2 separate regions of the Mus musculus genome follow, and region 1 is linked to region 2. Evidence: chromatin contacts called from public HiChIP or PLAC-seq data. All regions are on one chromosome and are shown on one strand. Each heading gives the region's core, a stretch centred on a gene start, on an enhancer-like site or on the middle of the called end of the contact. The rest is flanking DNA. Distances are from core to core; before and after follow the strand shown. Region 1 holds the start of Nodal (nodal). Region 2 overlaps Pald1 (phosphatase domain containing, paladin 1).

Evidence for each region. HiChIP or PLAC-seq counts read pairs in DNA pulled down with a chosen protein or histone mark.
Region 1: an H3K27ac HiChIP or PLAC-seq map of embryonic stem cells shows a contact between it and region 2, with 13 read pairs. The contact joins the promoter of Nodal here to the enhancer-like site in region 2. A contact is called at or near these places in 9 of 39 promoter capture datasets (the 3T3-L1 cell line, the C10 cell line, cranial neural crest and 4 more), 5 of 15 datasets of contacts at CTCF or cohesin (embryonic stem cells and pro-B cells), 123 of 484 Hi-C or Micro-C datasets (the 3T3-L1 cell line, 8-cell embryo, the AML12 cell line and 70 more), 22 of 115 datasets of contacts at active chromatin or transcription factors (the HPC-7 cell line, astrocytes, bone marrow-derived dendritic cells and 8 more) and 4 of 9 other capture datasets (adipose tissue, embryonic stem cells, liver and 1 more).

The regions. Positions count from the first base shown.
Region 1 is chr10:61,416,393-61,419,461 of GRCm38.p6, reverse strand. It overlaps Nodal (nodal), which reads right to left and starts at 1,490. Exons shown (of 3, transcript NM_013611.5): 1 at 967-1,490. The coding sequence starts at 1,162.
Region 2 is chr10:61,350,417-61,353,190 of GRCm38.p6, reverse strand. It overlaps Pald1 (phosphatase domain containing, paladin 1), which reads left to right. Exons shown (of 20, transcript NM_013753.2): 3 at 156-258; 4 at 2,116-2,295. Among named protein-coding and RNA genes, the nearest start is that of Pald1, 32 kb to the left of the region's middle. Within about 2 kb of position 1,405, at least 7 of the 459 cell types and tissues checked have an H3K27ac peak or open chromatin away from gene starts, as enhancers often do. A contact at or near this core is called in differentiating embryonic stem cells, embryonic stem cells, extraembryonic ectoderm and 1 more, where this site is marked.

The sequences.
Region 1 (3,069 bases), core at 241-2,740, 66 kb before region 2:
CTTGCCCTCCAGGCTGTCCTGTTCCGCGGTCCCCAGATGACCCTTCAAGAGAGGGTCACCGGCAGTCACAGCCCAGACGCTGCAGGCAGGGGACTAGGGACTCCGCCTCCAGGTCGTGAGGGCCGGCGGGCGGCGGGTCAGACCGGATTAGAAGATGTGGATTGCGTCCGGGTCCCGCGGAGGGCCGTCTGGCCCCAGAGGACAGAGGAGCGGGCTGGCCAAGCTGCCCAAGAGGCGAGATGTTGATTGCGCCCAGGAAGGTAGTCCTGAGTCCGAACTCCCTCTCCTGGGCACCCACCTGTCGGCCTACTCTGGTGAGCATCACTCAGGTCGCTGGGTCAAACACACACACACACACACACACACACACACACACACACACACACACACACACACACACACACACGAACACCTCGATCCAAGTAGGTTCCGAGCCTGTTGGTCACCAAGGACACCTGACACCGCCCAACCACGAGAGTTGCCTGAGTTCTGGACTTTCTACACCCGATCTCTAATTTCGGATCTTTGAGCCCTAGTTCCTGGTGTCACTTGCTGCAACCGGGATAAAACCAGTAACGACTTGTTTTATTTTACGCCCGGTTCTGGGCAGAGCGTTTCTGGGGGAGATGGGGCGTTGTCACCTAGTCCCTTCTATAAGTCTATCAAAAAGGTCTTACGATTTCTAAACTACAGATGGGCAAACTGAGACTCGCAGGTGCTCAGTGGCGCAATCCGGCCCACGCCCTACCCTTTTTACCCTCTACCATTAGAGGTAGGACCGACCGGAAAGGCGGTGGCCCCTGGTTCCATTCCGATCGCGCCACTAGCGCTGTGCTGAGCCTGCCCACGGAGAAACAATTAATCCCAGTCTCTGGACGATTCTTGATGCTCAGTCCCCGCTGCAACCATCGCGCGCCTCCCGGCCGTGAGCCCTTAAGTGCTGGCGAGGCCAGGCTTGCAGCCTACCTTGCGCCTGGAGGCTGCGGATGATGTCCGCCCGAGGCAGCGGGTCTCGGTAGAGGCTCAACATGTACGCCAGAGGGGACGGTGACGAGGGCTGCCCCCGTGTCCACAGAGGCAAAGCGGCCGCGGTCGGGGCGCGCGGGTGGAGTAGAGCCCAACAGGCTTGAAGAAGAAGGATGCGGAGGCTGTGGGCACTCATGGTGGGCTGTTTGGACCCGCAAACAACACCAGGGTCCCTTATATCTGAGCCGCCGCCGCCCCGCCCCTTTCCCTCCCTCCCTCCGGAGAGGCCTATAACCTATAGGTTAAGAACTTATAACCACCCTGGAGGGGCAGGGCAGGGGAGCCCCTGCTGAGGGGAGGTGTGATGTGCTGAGAAAGACTACAGAGAAATTGTGGCGGGGGGGGGGGGGGGGAGTTAGGGGTGCATACAGACTCTGAGTCTAAACCGCCCCGCACCTTGCCCCTCTACCTCGGGAAGTCTCCCTGCTGAGACAGCGGGCTAAGGCTTGCTCCGAGTGAAGCTTGATGAGCTAGAGGTGTGTTGGAGCCCTGGCTGGCTTCAACCCCAGAACCACAATAATGGCTTCCTTACTCTGCCTCTTCTGGACCCCTCGCGGTCCTCTCCAGTTCATCCAAAAACAGGTAGGGAGTGCTGGGCTAGGGGCCAGTCCTCTCTTCTGGGTAGCACCAGGCTAGCCTGAGCTACATCCTTCATTGGCAAGGCCCCTAGGTAACTAGGGGTTATTGAGAATTTGAAAGAACAAAGATTAGCCGGGTATGGTGGCGCACACCTTTAATCCCAGCACTCGGGAGGCAGAGACAGGTGAATTTCTTTTTTTTTAAGATTTATTTATTTATTATATGTAAGTACACTGTAGCTGTCTTCAGACACTCCAGAAGAGGGCGCCAGATCTCGTTACGGATGGTTGTGAGCCACCATGTGGTTGCTGGGATTTGAACTCCAGACCTTCGGAAGAGCAGTCGGGTGCTCTTACCCACTGAGCCATCTCACCAGCCCAACAGGTGAATTTCTGAGTTCGAGGTCAGCCTGGTCTACAGAGTGAATTCCAGGACAGCCAGGGCTACACAGAGAAACCCTGTCTCGAAAAACAAAACAAAACAAAACAAAACAAAAGATGAGCTCTAGGGACCTTGTTCTTGGTGACAAATGCCAGCTTCAAATACCAAAGTGCCCTCCTGGGGAGCAAGGGGAATAATTACTGGAAGCTGAAGGCCCAGCTATAGGGAATCTTGATTCTTGGTGGTTTGAGGGTGACAGGTCCTTACCTGCTTGCTATGGGAGTTTTTGAAGGTGGAAAAGAAAAGCTGGAGGTTTGCTGGCTGCATCTCCTGCCTGCGGGGCAGAGCCCTGGGACATCTCAGTCACTCTCCAGACCTGCTGACTTTGTCTGCCCAAGACAGAATTAAATGTCTTTGGTTTTTCTCAAAGTAACTGTCCTCAGTCATATTTCTTGTTTATGAGGAAATTCAATGTAACAAATATGCCATACGCGTAAGGCTTAGGGTAAGGGGTGGTAGGGCAAGGGGTGGTCATTCTTTCACGCTGCATAAATGATTGAGTTCTTAGGAAGGGAGCCATTGAGAAGAGAATTTGCAGGATGGAAAGATCCTAGCCTTTGTGTTTTCAAAAGGGAAGGCGGGATAGAAATTACCTTTAAAGAAATGTAAATTCCTGTCCCAAAGTCCGCCCCCATGTTTTCCTCCTCCATGACTAGTTTTCTCTTAGTTACTCCCCACCCCCACCCTGCCCCCTTCAAGCCTCCAACTAGCACATTAGCAGCTGCCTAACATTTACTGAACACCTACTATGTGCTGGGTACTTTACCCACTTGGGCGCTCTCACAAGTTGCGGGATGAGCAGGTGCTGGAAGCAGAGGGAGACACACAGGGCCCGCAGACCTGCGTGATCCTGTAGGAACTGCTCTAAACAGCTGAAAGGAGCCTGAGGTTGCAGGCACCCTGACTATCCTGATGAACTACCAGTTGGCTTATTCTGCCCTCCCATTCAATACCGTAGTCTAGTCTTAAGCTCCCCACCCCACCCTAAACAGGGTCTTGTGTAGCCCAGGCTAGCCTCGAACT
Region 2 (2,774 bases), core at 156-2,655:
GTGGAATAGCCCAGGTATCAGTGTCAGCTCTGGTGTTCTGGGTATGAGGATGAAGAGGCAGCTACATGGGTTGGGGTGAGGTGGCTTTGCTGTGTGTTCTGGTGACGGTGTAAGGGACCAACAGAGGTTGTCTGACTCCAGTTTTCACTCTGCAGGTACAACTGCAAGGAGGAGTTCCAGATCCACGATGAGCTGCTCAAGGCCCATTACAGGATGGGCCGGCTCTCGGATGCCACCCCCGAGCACTACCTGGTGCAGGTGAGAGCAGCCCCACTCCCACCCCACCCCACACTTCTCTGCCTCTCCTCCACTTCCATCTTTTCCCACTCTATCTTTGTCTCTCCATCCTTCTTTGGACTGCAGGGTATTTTTCATATGCTAGGCAAGCATTCTACACTGAGCCATGTCCCCAGCTCCTCAGTTCTTCTTAACCACCCTTGGATTCCAGAGTGTGTGAGGTGGGAAAGGACCGTACAGGCCATCCAGTTGAGGCACCAGCTTATTACACACTGCAGGTCAGATCTGGCCCACCACCTGTTGATATAAATAAAGTTTTATTGGTTCACTGTTAGGTGCTTCCACTTGGACATCACCTGCTGATACCTAGTGCTTCGATGGCAGAACCGCCAGGCTATAACAGAGCCTGCATGACCTGTCCAACAAAGCAGGATGTGTTTGCTTTCAATTCTTTGCAGGAAAGGTTTGCAGATAGATATGAAAATTGAGTTAGATAGAAAAATGGGTTTCAGGGATGCAGAGGCTGGGCCACCATGATTTATGTGTCAGCAGAGCCAGGCCCCATATATCCCATGCTCCCCAATCCCTTAGGGGTCCTGACCCTAGATTCTAGCTCCTGCTCTCCATCCCTGCCCTCTCTAGTATTCTCCGTCTCTTTAAGAGCACTGGTTCTCAACCTTCCCAATGCTGCAAATTCTTTACGACAGTTCCTCATGTCATGGTGACCGACCCCCGCCATCATAAAATTATTTTTGTTGCTACTTTATAACAGTAATTTTGCTGTGGTTATGAACCGTAATATAAATCTATTCAGAGATAGAGATTTGACAAAGGGGTTGTGACCCACAGGTTGAGAATCGATGTTTTAGACTCTAAAAGTGGCCAGCGTCTCCTAGGGGGTGGGTAAAAAGTTCACAGACCTGCTGTTGCTTGCTCCTGTTGTCCCATGAATGGTGGTGAGGGCCATGCAGCAATGGCAAGGCTTTGGATGACTGACTGACTATGTGACAGTCATTGTGGGGATTCCTGGCTTCTCTGGGAGTACAGGTCTCACTCCTTGTCTGTCAGACAAGGGTCACAGGGATTGATTCCCCGGGATTCTGGTTTGCCCAGGAGTGAACTCTTGACCAGCCAGTATTCTGATCTCCACTCCACCTCCTGTGGTAACTGTGTGTCATTTCACCCAAGTCTGGAGTCCTTGGGACTAGTGGGTATAAAAGGAGAGTCCTTGGGACTAGAGAGCTCGGATAAAAGACACACAATCCAGGTATTTTATTTACCAACGGTAAGGCTAGATTGGGCAGGTTTGGAGCTGTTCTAACTTATATCCCAGCCATATGTCCCTGTTGCCATTTCTCCTGACCACGTGCTGTTGCCTCTCTTGGTGGCTTCTTCCTCTCTCCTCCCTGTCCTTTCTTCTCCTCCTTCTCTACCTGTGATTCTCAGCCAAGTAACTGAAAACCCGCCTGCCTCTCTCTATTGCCCAATCACAGGCTTTTATTGACCAATTAACAATGAGCAAGATTTACATAACAGAGGCTGGGTGAGCAGCGCCAGACCAACCCCCTACAGGTGGGGCTAAGGAGCTTGCCTAATTATCTTCTATCTCAATCTAGACATGACCTTCTCTCAAAGAGCCTGGCTTTGGTTTCACTTCCAATATCTGCTCTCTTCAAGGCCTGGCTGGCCCCATCTTTCTCTGGTTCTCCTGAACCGAACAGTGTTGCCCATCACAGTTCCATGAATCTACAAGCAAGTTGAGGGCGGAACCGTGTCTCCAGCCCTGCCTCCGTTCCTGCCTCCCTGTTCCCTAGAGCCCAGGGTGTAGTTCTGTCTGAGGAGAAACCCTGATTGACCTGCTGTGGCTCTCTCTCCCAGGGTCGCTATTTCTTGGTGCGTGACATCACCGAGAAGATGGACATACTGGGCACCTTGAAGAGCTGTGGGGCTCCCAACTTCCGGCAGGTGCGGGGAGGCCTCCCTGTGTTTGGCATGGGACAGCCCAGCCTCTTGGGGTTCAGGAGGGTCCTGCAGAAACTCCAGACGGACGGACTCAAGGTGAGCTTCCCAAGGAGGCTGGCCTTTCATGGCAAGAGGTGACTCCGAGGCTCTGGGGCGGTTCACTTTGGGCTGGGGAGGGGAAGTGTGGCTTGGATGAGGCCTGGAACTTCAGAACAGAAACTGGAGAGTGCATATTGCATTGTCTTGTTGAGAGCTGCCTAAGGTCTGAAGCCTCTGCTAAACTCTGTTCTTGAGAGCCTCAGAGGGACTGAGAGGTGACTAGGGCGCTACTTCCCAACTCCAGAGACTGCCACATGATGGGCTAGCTCAGTCTTTTTTTTTAGCTGGTCTTTGTATCAGGCAACTGATTTAGCCAGGACTCTGTGCTGGGTATTGTGGGCCTAGACCAGAACGATTCTGCCTGGGTGATGCGTAGTCCACCAGAGAGAAAAGACAGACATACTGACATGCTAATACTTGTTAATACGCATGTTAGTATAGTACTTGTGAAAATAGTTGCCCTGAGAGGAGAATGG